Linked DNA regions of Mus musculus: all the other regions are linked to region 3. A link is a contact called in public HiChIP or PLAC-seq and promoter capture Hi-C data. All regions are on one chromosome and are shown on one strand. The core of a region is the stretch at or near the end of the contact, and the rest is flanking DNA. Distances in the headings are between cores, read along the strand shown.

Evidence for each region. Promoter capture Hi-C pulls out the DNA fragments that hold promoters and counts their contacts. HiChIP or PLAC-seq counts read pairs in DNA pulled down with a chosen protein or histone mark.
Region 1: a promoter capture Hi-C map of the SN4741 cell line shows a contact between it and region 3, with 4 times the contacts expected there. The contact joins the enhancer-like site here to the promoter of Tnrc6b in region 3. A contact is called at or near these places in 1 of 39 promoter capture datasets (the SN4741 cell line), 3 of 484 Hi-C or Micro-C datasets (the Ba/F3 cell line, CD4 T cells and the N1E-115 cell line) and 9 of 115 datasets of contacts at active chromatin or transcription factors (T-cell acute lymphoblastic leukemia, bone marrow-derived macrophages, embryonic stem cells and 5 more).
Region 2: an RNA polymerase II HiChIP or PLAC-seq map of embryonic stem cells shows a contact between it and region 3, with 7 read pairs. The contact joins the enhancer-like site here to the promoter of Tnrc6b in region 3. A contact is called at or near these places in 8 of 39 promoter capture datasets (cranial neural crest, embryonic stem cells, hippocampal neurons and 2 more), 4 of 15 datasets of contacts at CTCF or cohesin (the NIH/3T3 cell line, large pre-B cells, pro-B cells and 1 more), 38 of 484 Hi-C or Micro-C datasets (B cells, CD4 T cells, CD8 T cells and 21 more), 28 of 115 datasets of contacts at active chromatin or transcription factors (the SCID.adh cell line, SST interneurons, T-cell acute lymphoblastic leukemia and 20 more) and 3 of 9 other capture datasets (embryonic stem cells, liver and pancreatic islet).
Region 4: a contact with region 3 is called in an H3K4me3 HiChIP or PLAC-seq map of embryonic forebrain, with 4 times the contacts expected there. The contact joins the promoter of Pdgfb here to the promoter of Tnrc6b in region 3. A contact is called at or near these places in 1 of 39 promoter capture datasets (hippocampal neurons), 1 of 484 Hi-C or Micro-C datasets (cortical neurons) and 3 of 115 datasets of contacts at active chromatin or transcription factors (embryonic forebrain, memory CD8 T cells and pancreatic cancer cells).
Region 5: a contact with region 3 is called in a promoter capture Hi-C map of pre-B cells, with 5 times the contacts expected there. The contact joins the promoter of Tab1 here to the promoter of Tnrc6b in region 3. A contact is called at or near these places in 21 of 39 promoter capture datasets (the 3T3-L1 cell line, 3T3-L1-derived adipocytes, the C10 cell line and 13 more), 3 of 484 Hi-C or Micro-C datasets (the 3T3-L1 cell line, embryonic stem cells and myeloid progenitors), 15 of 115 datasets of contacts at active chromatin or transcription factors (the 230-238 cell line, the SCID.adh cell line, T-cell acute lymphoblastic leukemia and 11 more) and 3 of 9 other capture datasets (embryonic stem cells, liver and macrophages).
Region 6: a contact with region 3 is called in an H3K4me3 HiChIP or PLAC-seq map of forebrain, with 6 times the contacts expected there. The contact joins the promoter of Mgat3 here to the promoter of Tnrc6b in region 3. A contact is called at or near these places in 6 of 39 promoter capture datasets (the 3T3-L1 cell line, embryonic stem cells, hippocampal neurons and 2 more), 3 of 15 datasets of contacts at CTCF or cohesin (the NIH/3T3 cell line, large pre-B cells and pro-B cells), 14 of 115 datasets of contacts at active chromatin or transcription factors (T-cell acute lymphoblastic leukemia, astrocytes, craniofacial prominence and 8 more) and 1 of 9 other capture datasets (embryonic stem cells).
Region 7: a promoter capture Hi-C map of pre-B cells shows a contact between it and region 3, with 4 times the contacts expected there. The contact joins the promoter of Slc25a17 here to the promoter of Tnrc6b in region 3. A contact is called at or near these places in 8 of 39 promoter capture datasets (the 3T3-L1 cell line, 3T3-L1-derived adipocytes, the C10 cell line and 4 more), 1 of 484 Hi-C or Micro-C datasets (pro-B cells) and 6 of 115 datasets of contacts at active chromatin or transcription factors (T-cell acute lymphoblastic leukemia, astrocytes, large pre-B cells and 3 more).

Annotation. Positions count from the first base shown.
Region 1 is chr15:81,309,642-81,312,536 of GRCm38.p6, forward strand. No RefSeq gene overlaps it. Among named protein-coding and RNA genes, the nearest start is that of Slc25a17, 50 kb to the right of the region's middle. Within about 2 kb of position 1,585, at least 39 of the 459 cell types and tissues checked have an H3K27ac peak or open chromatin away from gene starts, as enhancers often do. A contact at or near this core is called in the N1E-115 cell line, the SN4741 cell line and pancreatic cancer cells, where this site is marked.
Region 2 is chr15:80,104,264-80,106,963 of GRCm38.p6, forward strand. The region is part of intron 1 of Syngr1 (synaptogyrin 1); the gene reads left to right. Among named protein-coding and RNA genes, the nearest start is that of Gm31134, 14 kb to the left of the region's middle. Within about 2 kb of position 1,383, at least 30 of the 459 cell types and tissues checked have an H3K27ac peak or open chromatin away from gene starts, as enhancers often do. A contact at or near this core is called in bone marrow-derived macrophages, embryonic stem cells and microglia, where this site is marked.
Region 3 is chr15:80,709,634-80,712,636 of GRCm38.p6, forward strand. It overlaps Tnrc6b (trinucleotide repeat containing 6b), which reads left to right and starts at 1,680. Exons shown (of 25, transcript NM_144812.3): 1 at 1,680-1,855.
Region 4 is chr15:80,013,629-80,016,328 of GRCm38.p6, forward strand. Pdgfb (platelet derived growth factor, B polypeptide) reads right to left here and starts at 1,349. Exons shown (of 7, transcript NM_011057.4): 1 at 308-1,349. The coding sequence starts at 370.
Region 5 is chr15:80,131,828-80,134,548 of GRCm38.p6, forward strand. It overlaps Tab1 (TGF-beta activated kinase 1/MAP3K7 binding protein 1), which reads left to right and starts at 1,319. Exons shown (of 11, transcript NM_025609.3): 1 at 1,319-1,361. The coding sequence starts at 1,329. The region is part of intron 1 of Gm31253 (a long non-coding RNA gene); the gene reads right to left.
Region 6 is chr15:80,172,188-80,175,037 of GRCm38.p6, forward strand. Mgat3 (mannoside acetylglucosaminyltransferase 3) reads left to right here and starts at 1,534. Exons shown (of 2, transcript NM_010795.4): 1 at 1,534-1,651.
Region 7 is chr15:81,359,453-81,362,437 of GRCm38.p6, forward strand. It overlaps Slc25a17 (solute carrier family 25 (mitochondrial carrier, peroxisomal membrane protein), member 17), which reads right to left and starts at 1,313. Exons shown (of 9, transcript NM_011399.3): 1 at 1,225-1,313. The coding sequence starts at 1,278.

The sequences.
Region 1 (2,895 bases), core at 335-2,834, 600 kb after region 3:
CCAGTTATAACCTTTACCCTCTGACCCATCCTCACCAGTTATAACCTTTACCCCCTGACCCATCCTCACCAGTTATAACCTTTACCCTCTGACCCACACCTCACCAGTTATAACCTTTACCCTCTGACCCATCCTCACCAGTTATAACCTTTACCCTCTGACCCATCCTCACCAGTTATAACCTTTACCCTCTGACCCATCCTCACCAGTTATAACCTTTACCCTCTGACCCATCCTCACCAGTTATAACCTTTACCCTCTGACCCATCCTCACCAGTTATAACCTTTACCCTCTGACCCATCCTCACCAGTTATAACCTTTACCCTCTGACCCATCCTCACCAGTTATAACCTTTTCCCTCTGACCCATCCTCACCAGTTATAACCTTTACCCTCTGACCCATCCTCACCAGTTATAACCTTTACCTCCTGACCCATCCTCACCAGTTATAACCTTTACCCTCTGACCCATCCTCACCAGTTATAACCTTTACCCCCTGACCCATCCTCACCAGTTATAACCTTTACCCCCTGACCCTTCCTCACCAGTTATAACCTTTTCCCTCTGACCCATCCTCACCAGTTATAACCTTTACCCTCTGACCCACACCTCACCAGGTGCCACTCACTCTGTAACTGTAGTGTCATTTTCTTCTCTTTTCCTACCTACACCCTAGAAAGCCTTCTTTCCTGTTCAGTTAGACCCACTGAGCAGCTCCTGTAGGAAGAAGTACCTGCACCCCACAGACATTAGCATTAATACAAAGCCTTTTTCGTTAGATAGCAGCACTAAGCCCGTAGCACGTCAACCCGCCCACATTTATCGCATGCGTAAATACCTTACAAGGGAGCTTTCTATCGATCTGGTTATTCCGGTAACACTCAACTGCCAGGTAATCAATGTGCGGCCAGCAGGAGCTTGCTTAGCCCTGTGGCATTTGGCTCCATAAAGCCACCAACTCTAGCTTTTCTAAAGAGCCCAGGTGAGTCACTAGCTCAGCCAGTGACTCTTGCTATTGAACATAGCCTTGTTACTGAGTAACTGATAATTTCAGGGAGGGAAACCTAATTTGAATACTGAATAAAAGAAAACATTATTGGATTTGGCTTCTCTATTTTTCCTCTTCTCTGTTTGTTTATGACAAATATTCCATACTCATTATTGTCTCCACTTAAAAAAAAAAAGAATAATACTTCACAAATTTGTGTCACTGTGATGGCTAGTCTTGGTTGTCAACTTGACACAAACTAGTTACCTGGTGCATTAGTCAATGTTCTCTAGAGGAACAGAAAAGAACCAAGAGGATAAAGAAATGTATTGAAAAAAAGGTATTAAATCAGCCTAAGAGACGGAGAATGCAGTAGTTGCTCAGCCCTTGCAGCCGGGTACCTCAGCAGTTGGAGTGGTAGGCCTCAGTCTAGTTCATTATAGGAAACACCATGATTGATCAGCAATTGCAAAGGTCTGCATGAGTCATGCCATTACGGATATCGCATTACCTGAGTGACCCATTAGAGCCAGACCGTTATAAACAATGCTTGCCCTGTCCTGCCCATTACAAGTCAGGCCATTATAAACAATGCTTGGCCTGCCCTGCCCGTTGTGAGTCAGGCTATTACAGACATTGCTTTGCCAGTGCTCCCACTAGAGTACCTACAATCCCTTTTGCTACTCCAGTGCCCAATTAAACACACTGCATTTAATTCACCCAACTGAGTGGCAGCATCTCCACACCCTGGGGCCTGGCACACGGAGAGCAAGGACAGAGCTCTGCAAACGAGCTCCTCACCGTCTTCTGTCTTACGGCGTTGGTGAAGGGTGTGTCTTCTGATGAGGTCTTAAACAACAAATCCACTCAAGCATTCCAATTTCCCTGAGCCTTAAAAATCCCTCAACGTTAAGCTGAAGAAGAGCAGCCATCTTTGGCTCCTTCTAGCCGGGCAGCTTTCCACAGACACTCAGCCAACAAATCAAATGAACTTGTGGTACCTTTAACTGTTCTAGCTTCAATAGTAAACCCAGAATCTTCCCCCCCGGGGCTCATACTGATACACTCGGCCTCTCTAGCGCCACAATCCTTTGCCTCCACACTCCTTCCCTTAAAATCCATTCCTACAAGTATTCCCCAGATGTCTGTCTAAATGAGTTAACAAATTCACTAAGTTCATTTGTGTAATACAGCAGGCATGGGGGTGGGGGGGCATCCTCTGCTAAGGATCAGAAGACGATTTCCTCAGGCAGACTGGGCCCATGAGAATCTGAGGATTCAATACCAATCTCTCTCCTTATGGTCCTTCCACACATCACCAACCCAAGTCACATGATCCTATTCTTTTATAACCAGCACTCTCGTTTTTTAACTGCTGGCACCCTTAGAGGCTGGGAATCACATTGGCACTGTAAGTCAGCTAACTGCAAGGAGGGCTTGGGTTTGGCTTTCTACAAGTTGAGTTCTAATGGCTGCTGGCTTCTCTTCCAGGGCACACTTAGGAACCTTTGGATTGTTTATGCACACCTGGGGAATCATCAATTTTATAACTCAACTCATTTTTTTCCTCTTTTTCGTTTATCCAAAGACACCAAAAGGAAGCAGGCAGCCTCATGACTTTCCCACATTCAAAGGTTTTCTAAAAAAGTCACTAATGCCTTGCTTCTCGCAAGAGGCGAGCCAGGCACATAGGATGCATCTATCTTGCACACTTCTTTAAATAGCTCACACTATGGACTTTCCGTGTTCTCCGTGCTACCCGAGCAGCCTTTAGCAACCATGGATTTCATGCAATTGAAGATCCAACTCCAGAGACCAGAAAGCCCATTGGAGAAATTCATCCTTATAATCCTGTTTCTCCAGAGCATCCCTCGTACCACAAGTTATATTAGTCAATGTTCTCTAG
Region 2 (2,700 bases), core at 133-2,632, 610 kb before region 3:
CTTTTATCCCCCGAGCCATCTCACCAGAAGATACTTTTTCTAGAACGTTCATTGTCCAGTACACAACAAACCTCAGATTTGACTGTAGCAGGCTTTTCCTTTTTTTTTTTTTTAAGATTTATTTATTATTATATGTAAGTACACTGTAGCTGTCTTCAGACACCCCAGAAGAGGGCGTCAGATCTCATTAAGGATGGTTGTGAGCCACCATGTGGTTGCTGGGATTTGAACTCAGGACCTTTGGAAGAGCAGTCAGTGCTCTTAACCACTGAGCCATCTCTCCAGCCCATAGCAGGTTTTTCTGAAATCTATCTAGTCAAAAGGCTTCCATTCTGCTGATTTGGTGGCATCAGGTGACGTACAGGACCTGGCCATTTGCTGCTAGACGCCTTGGGTCTTTGTAGCTGCCAGACGCAGATGGCAGTGTGCAGAGACCAGGTAGCACTTGGTCTAGGCTGCTGCCCCTCAGCGCCTGCCCTGCCTGCCTGGGGTGTGGGTAGCCCTGGAGCCCCTGACATAGTCTTTGAAACCCTATCATAGGCCACTCCCCTCCTGTTCCCCTGAGCACCAGCCTGAACTCAGTGTTGCTTAGCCATCATATTGATGTTACAAGGTACAGCAAGGCTACCTGCTGGCCTCTCTCTCTCTCTCTCTCTCACCACCTGGTCCCCTGGTCCCTTACTTCAGGCCCTCCACTGGAGGCTGGTTACCTTGTGAGTCTCAGTTTGCCTTTTCTGTCAGTGAGCCATTCTAAATCACCTGCTGGGTTTCATGAGCCAGATGTAGAGCCAGTGAGCCCGAATATCCTGTATGGACAGGTCTGTGGTATCCTGTGGCTCACCAAAAACCTAGCCCCTTCCTTCCTTCCTCCCTCTCTCCCTCCCTCCCTCCCTCTCGCCCTTCCCTCCTTTCTTCCTAAATCAAGATAGGATCTCACTATGTAGGCCTAAGTATTTTGGAGCTTGCTGTCTAGACTGGGCTGGCCTCACATTTCCAAAGATCTCCTTCTCTGCCCATCAGGCGACCCCCCTCATCCCCTGCTTTCTGCTCTGCTCTGCCGCTGTTTTGCCTGTGGTAAAAGCAGCCGGTAGAAGAAATCACATCAAGTATGTGGCATGGTGGCACAAGCCTTTAATCGGCACTCGAGGCAGAGACAAGTGGGTCTCAAAGTTCAAGGCCAGTCTGCTTCTACATAGTGAGTGAGACCTGTCAGAAGGAAAGGAGGAAAGGAGAAAGAAAAACAAAACAAAACACAAAATATGTGACCTTGTGTCTAGGTTGGGCACCAGAGATAAGACTCAGGAACTCAGAATGTCTTGTGTGCTTAGCACATCTCTGCCTCTGCCCTCCCTTGCCCCTCCCCCGTTCCCACACCCCAGCCCTTGTGTCTAGTTTCATTGCATATTTCAGTTCTTCCCTTAATGGCTGGGTCAGGATCCACCTTGTAAAGGGCTGTGGGCTTTGCTTAATCTTCCTTCAGTGTCCGGAACCTGTGGCCTCAAGCTCGCTCTCATTTTTCCTCAGGAAAAGCTTGCATAATTCCCCCAAGTGCCTGTGCCTGTCTTCCTTCTGTTGCTTCGCTCTGCACCTTTCAGCATCGTGTAAAGTGCAGGCACTTAATAGAAATTCAAACATCACAGGCCCTGAGGCCTCGGGGATGTCACGAGGCAGTCATGAGGCCATAGCTAAATCGGACCACTGTCATGTGACACATAAGAAGACAAGAAAACAGTGTGAATGGTTCTTGGATTTCCCTCATTGTCTGTATCTCGGTTTCTTTAATCCTCTGGGTGTCAGCTGTGAGCATGCCAGGCTGATACTGAAGTGACAGTTCTTTATAGAAAGATACAAGGAGGGGGGGGGGCATCAGTTAAAAGCACTAAATGCTCTTTCAGAGGGCAAAGCTTCCACTCTCAGCACCCACATGGTGACTCACAGGGCGATCTGACGCCCTCTTCTGGCCTCTATGGGTTCTGCACACTGTGGTGCACAGACAGATTATCACTGCACATAAAATACAGTTATTGTTGGGTTTTTTTTGTGTGTGTGTGGTTTTTCGAGACAAGGTTTCTCTCCCTGGCTGTCCTGGAACTCACTTTGTAGACCAGTCTAGCCTAGAACTCAGAAATCCATCTGTCTCTGCCTCCCGAGTGCTGGGATTAAAGGCGTGCGCCACCACGCCCGGCTAAAATACAGTTTTAAATAAGTGGAAAGTTGTTGCTGAGGAGACGTCTCAGTTGGTAGGTTTTTGCTCTGCAGGCATGAGGACCTGAGTTCAGTCCCCACTATTCACCTGAGAGTTGGGCACGGTGGCTTGAGTTTGTAGCAATAGTGTGGAGGGAGGCAGGAGGATCTCTGGAGCTCACCAGCCAGACAGTCTAACTGAACCTCTGAGCTCCAAGTTTAGTGAGAGGTCCTCTCTCTAAGAGTAAGGCAGAGAGGACCAGAGGAAGACCTGACATTGATTTCTGGCCTATACATACATACATGTGTGCACACACACATACATGGGTACACATACATGTGTGCACACACACAGGTGCACATGCACACATTCGTACACACACAGATGCAAAGCAACAGCGAGTGGGAATGGGCAACAGCAATTGTCCCAGCTTCCGCTTCCAGCTCACCTCAGGCCACATAAGCCTTTTTCAGTCTCTCCGAGATCTGACCTTTCCCCATCCAGGAAGGAAGCAT
Region 3 (3,003 bases), core at 430-2,929:
TTACACAACAGCTTGGATAGGGAAGGGGAACAAGGGCTATGAACCCCCTCACCTACAAGGGACAGGGATTTGGGATGGTAATACGCTAACATGCCCAGATGTGGGTTAGAGTCCAGCATAGGTTCCTGGAGATCGTTTCGGTCCCAGAGGCTGGAGGCTGGTACTCTGGCAGTGGGTCTTAAGCATTCTGCCCTCCCCTGGCTGAAATGTGGAGTCGCTTCCATTAAAGCTGTCACAGAGAAAGAATCCTGTGGCCAGAAGCCAGGAGAACACACATGGCTTGCTCGACATCAGCGGCTCTGGAAGCTTTCCTGGAGGCAGAGGACTGTTCCATTTGCATGCAATCAATTATTTCTAAAGGGATGGATTCTTTATCTCACTCTAGACTTAATTTCTCCTAATTTCGAATTCTTTATTCTTTCAAAGGAACAAGCTAAAGATGGTCAGAGGTGTGTATGAGTGTTGCTTGGGCACATAAGTATGGTAAAAAAATGACCATTTACAAAGACAAAGAAACAGAATATAGATTTTATACGTGCTTCTTGTCAGGAAAAATATACTGTTTAACTTAGAACAGGGAAGAATGGTGCCTAGGAGGATATGATGACAATCTTTCTAAAGTTAGTCTCCAATAATGTTAATGACAAGGTTTCTAATTGCCAGAAACTGAGTAATTTAGGTTCTGAAGGAAACAGTTTTAAGATACTGGGTTGACGGACGGATACTATTCAGAGATACTAAGGCATGTATAGAAACGAGTCAGACAGGCCTAGAAACCACCTTATGTCCCAAAACTTCTTTCTAAATGGGTGACCTTGGATAAGTCTCTTAACCTCTTTTGGCTTTGCTTCCTGTAAAATTACTGTTTAATCAGAATAGTTTCTGTAAAGAATTGGGGACCGTATTTGGAATAAAATACAATAAATGATAGTAGTTATCACTGTCAACTTTCAATGACTAAAGATGCCCCGCTCCTCAGCCAAAACGTAGTGTGGAGAATCCGGATCTGACGGACAACACGGAAGTGCCCAATAAGAGGCCGGGGTAGGGGGGTGGGGGAAACAGTGGAATCAAACCAATGGCATGGGCCCTTGTTGTTGGCCGCTTTCTGGCTGATCCACCAATAGCTTAAGGATGTGACTTGGGAGCGACACCCTGACAGTCCAATGACGCACAACCAACCCACACTCAGCAATTCGGAGGGGATAAATCAAGGAGCCTGCACGTATAGATTCCGTTATTAGTGCAGTCTCGAATGGTGAAAGGAGCTTGGGGGAAACAGCCCCTGAGAGAGGCATTAGTGAGCTAAAAAAGGGGGAAGAGATGACTGCGCTAGGTGATCTCGGCCGCCATCATGCTCTAGTTTCCCCTTCGTCTCTCTGGGTCCGCGACCGAGGAAGCGGCCTCTGGGATGCTGAGGGGGTGTGTCCCCTCATGATTGGCGCAGGCCGCTCAGCCAATCCCAGCTCGGCAAACGGGAAGCACTTAGCCAATGAGGGGAGACGGCAGCGGCGAGGACTTAAGGGAGGAGGACCAGCGGCTTGACGGGCACGAAAGCTAACCAGTGAAAGCTAGAGGCATCCTGCCTGCGGCCAATGGAGTGGGGCTGTGGGCGGGCGCCAGAGTGTTTGTGTTGTGGTTTTGGGGGAGGGAGGCGGAGGGGAAAGTTTGTTTATTTTGTTTTTAGTTTCTGGGGTCCCCGAGCTTCGGCAAGGTGAAGCGAGCGACCGTGACCCCCCTCGCCTCTCAGCCTCCCCGCGACGACGCCTCCACAGCTTGCGGAGGAGCGGAGACCGCGGTCACCGCTGGGCTCCACAGCGGAACGCCGCGCACTCGGAGCCGGCGCGGCTCAGCGGTGAGTGAGGATCGTGGGCCGCGCGGGCCTGCTCCTTTCTCGGGAGCCGCCAGGCGGAGCGGAGCGGGGCGACCCAGGGTGGGCGACTGAGGACGCCCTCGGGGGCGCGCGGCACGGCCCGCTGAGGTGCAGCGTGTGCGTGTCCTCGCGCGCGCGCGCGCGCGACGGGAGCGAGCCGGGCGGGAGGGGCGGGTTGGGGGGGGCGGGTGGAGAGAGCGCGCGCGACCCGAGTGGGCCGCGGCGGGCCGGGGCGCTTGCCCGGGGCGCGCTGTGGGATCGCAATGTGCAGACGTGAGGCGGGGGAGGGGTGTGTGAGGGACGCGCGGTCACGTCGGTCGCGAGGGCCTTGGTGTCCCCAAGTATTGGGGCCGGGACAGACCGGCGTCACGCGCCTGCAGGTGTGAGCGGAGGAAAGGGCTTCCGGGTGGGCCGGTGGCTGTCCGAGCGCTTCGTGTCGCCTAGGGCCCTCTGAGCTGCAAATGCCAGGCGGTGGGGCGCGAGCATCCGGTGTCCCCGCGCGGCGGGCGTGCAGGCTTATGTGCTGGACCCCGATAGCGAGGTTCCACGGGCATCCCGCGAGAGCTGCGTGCGGTCGGGGGTGGGGTGCTGTGGCGAGGCGATGCTCACTTTGGATGAGGAAACAGACGAGGGGCGAGGGGCGGAGGGATGACAGATTTGGAAAGAGCCTTGGGAAGGGTTTGCTACCTAATGCTGGTAAGGTGCCCTTTAATTCCAAACTAACGGATTTGTTAGTCCATGATGGCTAAATAAATATCTGGTCCAGTGAAATTCACTACAGTGGCTATCACGACACCCAAGAACAGCAGCCGTCTCATCCATCCTTAGTCTTGGACGCAGGTCACCCGTCTGAGACTTTGAGCTTCAAGCTTTCTCCTGTGTCTTTGGGCTGCTTGGATTCTGAATAAAGAGTACCAACCAAGACTCCGTGAATAAAAACATCATTTGTACCTCCTTCACAGTTAAACATAGCAGTAAGCTGTACAAAAATCACACATCCTAGCCTTTTGTGAAATGTTTCTCTTCGCTTGTGGGAGATTTCAGTTCTTGACTTTAAAACTATGTGTTCGCCGTGGGTTTTGAACGCTCCTTAAAGAGCAGAGCATGGAGACACTTGTATAGCATGAGTA
Region 4 (2,700 bases), core at 99-2,598, 700 kb before region 3:
CCCCTTAACCGGGAAGCTTAAGATCTCTAGCTCCTGAGGCAGGGGGCAGGGCAGCACACACCTTCTAGGACACTAAAAGCTTTAGGGATCTAGATTGGTCCACTGGAAAGAAACCCACCGCTGCCTCCTCCCCAGGAGCCCAGCACCCCGGACCTGGCCTCCCAGCCCTTGGGGCCACCCAGTGCCCGGCGCCTGACTCACGCGCTGCAAGGCTCCAAAGTTCACTGCAGGGAGAGGAGGGGGCGGCCAGGCGTGGGGGCTGGGACAACCAGGGAAGGATCCAGCCCTAGCCGCCGTCGCAACTCACCTCGGCGCTGACCAGACGCAGGTAGCAGCAGAGAGGAAGGAAGAGCGCCCAGCAGCGATTCATGCCGACTCCGGGCCCGGCCCCGCGGGGCCCCGGACGCGTAGACGGAGCGCGCCGCCCCCGCGGCCAGGGTTGGGGGCTGGGGAGGAGGGTGGGCTCCGCTCGGGTCCCCCGCGATCAGGCGATCAGGCCGCTGCAGCCGCCGCCGCGGCTCACCCGCATGGCCCCCGGGCGCCGCCGCCCCCGGCCCCGGCTCCGTCGCTGGGGGGCTGGGGAGGACCTGGACAAGGGACCGGGGTCCAAAGCCGCTACCTGGGCGGATCCCGAGCCCACGCGAGCATCCACAGTCTGGGGGCTGCGTCGCGAACCAGCCAAGGCGTCTAGCCGTGTGGGGGCGCGCAGGGGACTCCAACCTCAGAGAGGAAAAGGAACACGGCAGCCGATGGTTCGTCTTCACTCGCCCGCTAAAGGCGTGTTCCTCTGCCTGCTGGCTTAGCTTTTTTGCAACATTTTCTGGAACGGACCCCCAGATCAGAAAGCGCAGAGCTGGGGACCTCCAAGCCCAAGTCTCCAAAAAAAAACTTTTTCCAAAGTTGGCTTTGCAGCGGCGGCCCGAACACCCGGGCAGGGAGAGGTGCAAACTCCCGCCCGGGCCGGGTGGCGGGGCGGGAGCGTGTGCGCCCTGGCGCAGGGCCCAAGCGGCGGGCACGGCTGCTCCGAGAGCGCGGCGCGCCCACTGCGCGCTGGGCTGGTCCGGGCCGACAGGTGGACGCGGCTCGGGTCAGTCTGTCTATCTACCCACTCGCTCGCCACTCTGGGCTTCCTCTGCGGGTTTCGAGCTGCGGCTGCTCCGGCTTTCTCGTTGCAACGAAGCTAGAGGGTGGGCTTTTTTTTTTTTTCCTCCTTTCCCTTTTGCGCGTGTGTGTATGTGTGTGTGCGCAAAATATCTCTCTGGAGAAAGATGGGCGCTGGCGGCCGGAGGGAAGCCCTCAGGGAGGCAGCGGGGGAGGCAGGCAGGCTGCTCCCGGCTGCAGGAGAAGTTGCCACCCTTCAGCTGTTCCGGCCTTTATAAAGGAGAAGGGAGAGTGCAAGAGGTGGGTGGAGACAGCCTTTCCTCTCCTGGCCCGGAGTCAGCGCCGGGAGGGGGCAGGAACCAAGGGAGGTCCTCAGGCAAAGACTGCTGCTTGAGGGGTCTCTGAGAACTACGCAGCCCCTGTGACTGTGAATCTAGCCTCTTGGCAGGAACTGAAGGTGAACTGCGGCCCCACCCATTAGCACAGTGTTTAGGGGCCTGTCTGCAGGGCCAGGACCAAGGCCAGGAGTGTGGCCCCTGAACCCCAGAACCAGACATCTGCAACCTGGCAGCTTAGATTCCATTGAGTCTAATTAAATAGCTGGGTCACCTTGGGCACGTCACTTTCCTTCTGTGATTCACCCTACATTCTCTAAGTGGGGGACAAAGTGTGTGGATTAAATGTCAGAATGATCAGAAAACATCCAGCCACACACCAGCCCCAAGGTTGAAGCTCTAAACCCACAGCCAGCGGGAACCCTTCAGCTACAAACTGGGTCTGCCTCTCCTTGCTTGTCGCCTGGCACACAGCATGCGCTGCCATGCCAGCATAAGCTGAATTTGAGTCTGTTGAACTGCAAAGTCACTCAACCCACCCCACCCCCAGCCCTGCACCATCCTCCCAAGGACTGCCACCAAGATGCTGCCTTCAAGTCACCAGGGTGTTTACTACCCCTCTCTGCCCCCCACCCAGTTCCAGGCCCAGAGGCTACCCACCCACACCAGCACTCTCACAGTTAACACCTTCCACCCCCAGCTCAGGGAACTGCTGTGTCCCTGCCTTCAGCAGTCACACTGTCACAGTGACACAGTCACACGCAAGCACGCTTGCCAGCCCAGCACCCACCACAAGACCGGCAGGCTCACTGCAATGCCTCCTGCCTTTAGGGCACCTTGCCCTCATCCACTTCTGCTGCCTGTCATCTCCACTTGGTCTGTATCCCCATATCCACTGAATGGTGCTGTTGCCTCTCATGGCCCTGGATGAGGTGGTACTGATAAGGAAGAACCTCTCGGGCCTCTTTACACGTGGCTCCAGGTACCCCATTTTTCCAAATGACTAGCTAGCAGAGTGGCTGGGAGGTAGCCTGGAGCAGGTGACCTCTAAGGTAGGTTAAGCTCACCAATGGTACCTTGATTTCCTCTTCTGTAACTCGGAGACATAACCGGAGGAGAAGAAGAATTGCAGAGGATCGTGGGAAAATGAGAGGGGGCTGGCAATGTTTGCCATCTCTGTGACAGTGGGCTCCATAGGTTGGGTTGGGGGTCTGGGGAGACCCCCATTTGGTAAAATGCTTAGAAGAGGAGCTGAGTCCAGTCC
Region 5 (2,721 bases), core at 69-2,568, 580 kb before region 3:
ATCTGCAGGGATCTTTGACACACTTCTTCCCATCAGCACTGTCTTTTTATTGTTGTTGTTTTCTCGAGACAGGGTTTCTCTGTGTTGCCCTGGCTGTCCTGGAATTCACTCTGTAGACCAGGCTAGCCCCGAACTCAGAAATTCGCCTGCCTCTGACTCCTAAGTGCTGGGATTAAAGGCATGTGCCACCACACTGGCCCATCAGCACTGTCTTAGGCCATTTCCTGTTGCTTTAATAAAATGCTTGATACTGGGGGGCTGGAGAGATGGCTCATCGGCTAAGAGCACTGACTGCTCTTCCAGAAGTCCCGAGTTCAAATCCCAACAGCCACATGGTGCCTCACAACCGTTTCTAATGGGACCTATGGGATCTGGTGTGTGAAGACAGTTATAGTGTACTCATACATAAATACACAAATCTTTTAAAAAAATTGATACTGGATTATTTATTCATTTAATGAAACAGGGTGTCATATAGTAGTCCATGCTGGTATCAAACTTCTGGTCCTCCTGTCTCTTCTTGTTGTTGTTTTTGTTTTTTTTTTTCAAGACAGGGTTTCTCTGTATAGCCCTGGCTGTCCTGGAACTCACTCTGTAGACCAGAAATCCGCCTGCCTCTGCCTCCCAAGTGCTGGGATTAAAGGCGTGTGTCACCACGCTCGGCTCCTCCTGTCTCTTCTTAAGGGATGGGATTACAGGACTCAAATTTATAATCCCCCTGCCTCAGTCTCCTAAACTCTGGGATTACAGTTGTGACTCTCCAAATCGAGCTTCCGCACCGTGCTTCTAGAACAAACAGACTCTTCCTTTGGGCACTGGCCAGTCACGCCAAGTGGCCTGCAATTACATTGCCAGCTAACACTACACTCCCATGTTACCGTCCATAAATTTAACTTCTGAGAATTTACAACTACTCGGAATTGCAGTCTTCTCCAAATCTAACTTCAGCTAGTTTGGCATTGGGGTGGCCTCCATTATAAGATCAGGCAGTCAGTCACCCACTACTCTTGTAAACTGAATCATTCGTTCTCTCTTGCTCCCTCCTCGCTAAGCCGCTTTAAATAGGATCTCAGGATCTCCATCGGGGTGAAAAAAAAATCCGGGAGAAAGCACACCCATAAAGACCCCAGGAAACAAGAAAGTCGAAGAAAGTAGGCTGATGGGGTTGGGGGTGGGGTGGGGGCAAGAGCCGCGCTTGCTCAAGGCGCCTCTGCTGCGCCTCCTCCGCTCCGCCGGGGGCGCTGTGGATAAGCTCCGCGGCAGCCCGAGCCGCTCTAGCCCCTCATCCCGCCACTCCGAGAGCCTGGCGCGCCGCGGGGTCCTCCAAGATGGCGGCGCAGAGGAGGAGCCTGCTCCAGAGTGTGAGGAAACCGACCCGCTCTCCGGGCTGGGAGGGTTGGGAGCTCGGGTGTGTCCTCGGGTGCAGGAACTGTTGTCTTTAGATGGCAGAGCATGGCCCTCTCGCCCCAGAGGCCTTTGGGGGCTTGCAGCGCGCGAGACCCACAGCCGGCTGGCGCCGCGCCTGTTCTGCGCGTGCGCGTCGCAGGCTGGGGCCTCTAGGGGGTCAAGGGCGCCGGGGTCCTGCGGAGTGGGAGCGTCCTCGAGCCGGAAGGGGACGTGGCGCCGCCGAGCGGGCCATCCGGAGCGTGGACACGACTAATAATAAATAGCCCCCCGCTTGTGTAAGGCGTGCTGTATCTCTGGCATTGTGTGGACCGCCTCGCGTTTATAAGCTTCGCCAGCAGCACCGGAGAATAGTTAGCGACTAAAAGTTTTTACAGACGAGGAAACCGAGGTCAGGCAGCTGGTGAGCGGCAGAGGCAGAGGCAGGATTAAAATAGTCTGGTTCCAGAAACACCCCTAAGGTTTAGGCTCCTCAAGTGAGGGCGTAGGGTTTTACTTCTGCCTCCCAGTTCACCGGGTCCCGTTGAAGGTTGGCTCCAGGCACCCCGACCTGGTCATCTGGACCTCCACGGTTTGATGTAGTCTACCCGTCCCTGCATCTTTCTCACATATGTGCAGTTACACATGTATGTATGTTAGCTCAGAGTACTGTTTGGATCTGCCAGGACAGGGCGGGGATCCCTTGGCCTTCCTTACCGTGGCACTCTGTAGGAGTTGCCTCTGGATGTCTGCTTCCTTGAAGACCAGCGCCTCTTAGCATGTTGACTTCACCACCCTACCACCCTTGCATGCTAGGTGCTTGGTCAGTGTCTGTCACAGAATGAGGAAATTGGTCAGGAACTAGGTCTTGGCTTTTCAAGGGTGGGGGGAAGTAGCTTGCCTGGCCTAGAGGATCTGAAGCCAGAGGGAGACGTGGGGGAAGAGAGAGATGGCTTTCCCTTCACTATTGTGTGCCTGCTCGGGCCTTTTGTAAAACCCTGGGAGTAAAGAGGTCTGGCTCTCTGTTTTGTAAGGTCCCAGAGGGCAAGGCCCTTGTATAAATGTCCCCATTGTAGAAAGCGTCTGGGGAACACTGATATGATTGTGACCTTGAGAGAAAGAGGGGCTGGGAAAAAAATAGTGACTGATGCCGACTGAGTTGGCTTGCTAACAAGAGAAAGGTCGACTGGGTCAAGTATCTTCTGTCTCTTCCTTGTGATGGGACCCAAAGAACACCAGTTAGGGCAGAGTGTAGGCTTTTCCCAGCACACAGAGAATGTGTTCTCTGTGTATGCTGGCGGACTTTAAAAAGGGGGAGGGAGGGCCGGCTTTAACCCG
Region 6 (2,850 bases), core at 284-2,783, 540 kb before region 3:
TTTTCCTCCACACAACTGCAGGGGGTGGTACTTCTCATTGCCTCCTAATGCAGAAGGCTCAGGGCAGGCAAATGGGAGTGTTTTGCATTATACTGAAATCAAAGGCCATGCAAGTTGTGTGTGGAATATAACCTATGGTAACTGGCTGGCATATGGGAGGGTCTGGGTTTCATTCCCAGCGCCACAATAAGTAAATACATTCAGACAAATTGATAACCTTGAGAGGGAGACAAGTTATAGAGGTGGTGTACTGGTTTTTAGGTCACAACAGAATGCCTCAAATCAAGAAAAAGTGTCAGGGCTGGAGAAATGGCTCAGTGGTTAAGAGCACCCTTCCAGAGAATCTGAGATCAAGTCCCAGCACCCATGTCAGGTGCTTCTGACTGCAATCCAGCAGGGCTCTGGGGATATTTAGATCATTTAGAGCCGGGTGTTGGTGGTGCACGCCTTTAATCCCAGCACTCAGGAGGCAGAGGCAGGCAGATCTCTGTGAGTTCAAGGCCAGCCTGGTCTACAGAGTTGAGTTCCAGGACAGCCAGGGCTACACAAGAGAATCCCTGTCTTGAAAAAACAAAATAAATAAATCTATCATAGGTGACCTGAGTGCTAGAGATGCCCATTATAAGCAGCATCCTGGGGGTGGGGGGTGGGGAAGAAGAATGGAGAAACCTCCAAGTCTGGGGTTGAATCCCAGATCCAGCACATTCTGTCACCCTCTGCGCCTCATGGGTGGCTTTGTGCATTGATGAAGAGGGTGGAGGCAGAAGGATGTACAGAGGCCAACACATCCGAGCAAGACACAAACTAGCACGGACACTGTGTCGACCCAGTACCCAGTGTTTTAGACGCTTTCCTGTACCAGGCCTCTGCATAGGGCTACAGTGATGTACACACCGGTCAGGACTTTGTCACACCACCACACAGGAGGCCTGTGCCCCCAGCCACAGTATGCCCACAATCACGCCACAGTACGGATCTATCTACACACCCCATGCACATAAGGGCCAATCTATCACACGCTGCAGAACACAGACACACAGATCCACTCACACGCAGAGCCCGACAAGCACTTTGGCCAGCTCCGCCTCACACAGCACACACACCCGCACAGGACGCCCGGGCAGTGGGCCGGCGCACGCACGGTCACAGGCAGGGCACGCGCACACTCGCGCGTCCGATTGCTGCGCACACACACACACACAGAAACACACACATACACACGAAAGAGGCGCGGGGCGGTGGCGGGAGCTCGCGGTCCAGGCGCCCCTGGCCCGGAGCGCGCAAAGCCCGGCTGGCGGGGGAGGGGACGCGGCCGCGCGGGGGCGGGGCGGGGGCCGGCGGGAGCGGGCACCTCCAGCGCAGCGCTCGGCCTCGCCGCCGCGCCCCCGCTACCGCCCCGGGGTGCAGTCAAGCGGCCGCGCCGGGCCCGCGGGACGGGGTGGAGGTGGGGTGGGGGGCGGGGATCGGGCCGGGCCCGGGCCGCGCTGCCTGCGATGCCGGGCGCCCGCCGCAGCCGCCGCCGCCGGAGCCCGGGATGGGGCGAGGAGAGGCTGCGGCGGACGCCAGCATCTCCCCGCCGGGGACCCCGGGGGCCCCGGAGCCGCCGCCGCCGCTGCTTCTACCGCCGCTGCTGAGACCCAGCGGACGATGGGTGAGTTGACCCTGGAGCCGGGGACCCGCGCCGCAGCCCTGCATCTTCCCCGCACCCCAGGCCTCGCCTCCGCGTCCTCCCCACTCCCGTCTCCCCCCGTGGTGGTCCCGCAGCCCCGGGGGCGGGGGCATGGGGCCGAGTAGGGGCGAGATGTGGGGGACTGCTTAACCGGCGCCCCCTGCCCCCACCCGCCTGCTCTCCGCAGCTCTCCGTGGCCGCGGGGCAGAGCCTGGCGCGGCGACCCCCTCCCTTGGCTGGACCGGGGTGGGGTGGGGGCGTCCCGAGGCGCGGAGCTCCAGCCATGCTTTGTGCGCTGCGCTCCCTTCCACCTCCGGCGCAGCTCGGGGCTGGGGGCGCGAGGCCTCAGCTCTTGCCTTCCCCACCCCCGATCCCGGGCTGCTGCGGCTGCTGGCCGAGGCCCAGGCGCGGTTGGGGTGCTGGGCGAGTGTGGGGGCTGTGGCTGGAGCTGTAACTACAGCTGCCTTAGTGGGGAGCAGGGAAAAGCTTAGCATGAGAGGCCCCCACCTTCTACTGGGGAGGGGTCTCCCTCTCTTTGCACTGCACTGCCCAGGGCGGAGGAGGGCTCCTGGCTGGGGGAGGGCGCTATAAATATCTACAAATAGTTCTAGAACCGGGCTGGGGTGGGGAGGGGAGCTTGCTTGGTTGTGCTAGTGGCGGGGGTGCCTGAGCTGGGGCGCAGCATCTCTGACTGCTGCGCCCCAGTCATCTCCGATGGCCTGAGGTCTGATGATGTTCCCTCGCCTGCGGAACTCAGAAGGGGGATGTAGGCAGGAACATTTTCCCTACTGGGATTTTTCTGTGGTCCTCCATCATCTCTGGGACACGGGTGCAGAAATGCCTTCATGGGGGATTGACCTGGAGGGACACAGTTATTAAAGGTCCAGGCAATGAGCCAACCGTGAGGATGACAGGGAGAGCAAGACAAGGCTCTCTCCTTCTGGGAGCTGGCAACTCCAGGATTATTAGTGCTGCCCAACGCTAAGGAGATAGGCAGGGTTTCTGGGAAAGTTAGAAAGAGGGGCTCTTTGCTCTAGGGAGGAAGAACCTACTGGAAGACGGAAAAGTTCCCAGGGCTGAAGAAATAGTAAGAGAAAGGACCGAGAGATGTGCTCTCTGGTGTGTTGAGAGATGGTGTGTAGCATGGTGGGACACTGAACCACGAGGAGAAATGAGCTGAA
Region 7 (2,985 bases), core at 63-2,562, 650 kb after region 3:
GCAAATGCTCTCTTACCCCTTCCACCAATAGGTCACAGCCATCTCTTGCCTGAGAGAGATGTGCCTTCCGTATTCTACTCTCCACAGGGCAGCAGAGAGGATCGGGTTTGAAATGTCAATCAGTAAGTGCAACCACTGACCCTTTCCTACACAAAGTCATGAATCATTTGGCCCCCCATTTGCATTTCCACTTCAGTCAAACAGGTCCCTATGACCAACTGAAAACATGTCACAACAAACTTCCACCCCAGTTCTTTCATAACGAGCAAAAGGCACTTCTGGTTGATTTAAAGGAACGCGACTCTTTTGAATAAGACACCATGTAATATTCCCTCACCTACTTCTCAAGGTCTAGAAGAAAAGTGTAATATTTTCTTCCCTCTTCATAGATTACAAACGTGAGATTTGAGATTACCTGGTAAACATATGATAGAATTGGAATTAAAAAACTCAGATTACTCTTCACCGGAACATAAGCTGTCTGAATGGATAGGAATGGTCCACGGTGACTCTACATGGCTAAAGGTACATGCTGGGAGTTAGGGAAGAACATGGGAAACAGTCTGAGGAAAAGAACCAGAGGAGGAATGTTACCTGTGCCAAGAATGTGAAGTTTCAGGGAAAAGGGAAGTGTCAAATGGAAGGAACTTAGATACCTCTAAATCGAAGAACAAAGCACTTAACTCACAGTAACTATACAGGTAGTACATAACACCACCGATCTTGACTTAAAAAATAAACAAACAAACACCCTATCTTTTCCTGGCAATAAGGCTGACTAGGAATGTTCCATTAGCTATTGCCACTTGCCTGGGATAAGGTGTGACACCAGGCTGGCAGTAGACTTACAGCAAGCACCCCATCTTCACACTTAGTTTTTCCGCAGGACCAATTTGGACGAAGTTTGTGTGCAGTGAGAGTTGGGTAAGGGAAGGGTTGGCCTTAAACTTTTAAACTTCAGAAGGCAAAGAAAATAGCAATTATCTTCTTCCCTATTCCCTCTGGACCTTTGTGACTGATAGTCCAGACAGTCTCTGGGAAAGTCCAGAGGGGACTGCGGCAGAGGGTGGCTCCTGGCCTCGCCCTCCCTCTTGTAGCAGCAACTTTCCATTTATGCCCGTCCTTTTCGTTCCAGTTGTGACAGATTCGGTCCCCACATCTCCCCCGTGCCCTTCTCCCCGACCCATCCCGAGATTTACTTCGAAGCCCCAAACCCCTCCTCACCACGGCTCCGGCCACGGCGTGTACCAGACTTTCGTAGGACAGCACAGAGGCCATGGTGCCACACTTTTCACTCAGGCGCCTCAGAGTGTGCGGGTTCGTGAAAGGACCGTCTCAAGCCCCACCTCTCAGAAGTCTCCCCCGCCTCCACCAGAACGACTGCTTCCGGGTCACAGACTGCCCTGGTTCGCTGGGGAGAACAGCCGGGGAGGCGAGTGTGAAATGCCCAGGAACGCCCCTGAACATCGATTGGTCCGGATCGGTCAAGGGGCGGAGCAATGCTCAGTGGCTATGGAAGGATCTGTGTTCTGAGCACCCCCTGCAAAGGTTCCTAGCCCCTCAGTCTGTCAGTGTGCTTGCACACTAAATTGGTTAGTCAAGCCCATAAAACGGGAGGACATAAAAGTCCTTAATGACTCCTGCACCCCAGTTCCTTGCAAAATATATGTTGGCAGGCTCAGTTGTTAGTGCTTGCTTAGCATGACTACCAGCAAACCATAAACACCAGTAAACACAGTACTCAGGAAGTGGAAAGAGGATCTGGGGACTGAAGAGTTGGCTCAGTTAAGAACAAGTACTGCTTTTGCAGAGGATCCTCGTTTAGGTCCCAGTATCCCAAGCAAGTATAGTTCCAGGGGGTCTGACCTTCTCGGGTTTCCGCGCACACTAAGACATACACACACACACACACACACACACACACGACTAAATAATTTTGTTAAAAGAATTTAGTACAGAGTCACCCTCAGCTACAGAGAGAATTTGAGATTAACCTGGGCTGAGACTCGTCTCAAAACAAAAGCCAAAACAGACCTAAACCCTAAAACGTAGCCTGTAATCCCAGTACCATGGATGCTGAGAAGTGGAGTTGGCTAGCCAGAACTATAGAAACAGCGTCAAAACAAAAGCAACCCTCCAGGATAAGCTGATAGCCATAGATAAGGGGGTGGGTCAATATCTCCAACCTTCGTTTCTCCATTCAGCCATCCCAACACCCGCTGCGAGATATAGAATCAAGGCTCTGAGGCCCGGTAGTTAAACCTCTAGCATAGTTTGTTTAAACTGACAATTTGGGGCTGTATAGATATAGCTCAGCAGCTAAGAACGCTTGCTCTTCAGTTGCTATCACACAACCCTCTATGTCCCTCGGGACAGACGCCACAGCTTTCTGTCCTCTGAAAGAATCCAGGACTGCTTACATAAATGCACTCATGCACATAAAGGTAAATCTAAAAGCAAAGTCAGTATTTTACCCTTCCACTGTGATAGTCTTAAGGTTTCTATTCCTGCACAAAACATCATGACCAAGAAGCAAGTTGGGGAGAAAAGGGTTTTATTCAGTTTACATTTCCACATTGCTGTTCACCACCAAAGGAAGTCAGGACTGGAACTCAAGCAGGTCAGGAAGCAGGAGCTGATGCAGAGGTCATGGAGGGATGTTTCTTACTGGCTTGCTCAGCTTGCTTTCTTATAGAACCCAGGACTACCAGCCCAGAGATGGCACCACCCACAAGGGGCCCTCCCACCCTTGATCACTAATTGAGAAAATGCCTTACAGCTGGACCTCATGGGGGCATTTCCTCAAGGGAGGCTCCTTTCTCTGTGATAACTCCAGCTGTGTCAAGTTGAACACAAAACCAGTCAGTACACACGTTTCACAGAACTGTTCAAACTTTCCAAACTTGACACTGCTGTGTCTGCTTTCCTCTTCATCCATGAGCTATATTCTTATTTTAAAATGTGTCTGCCAAACCTGGGTGGGTG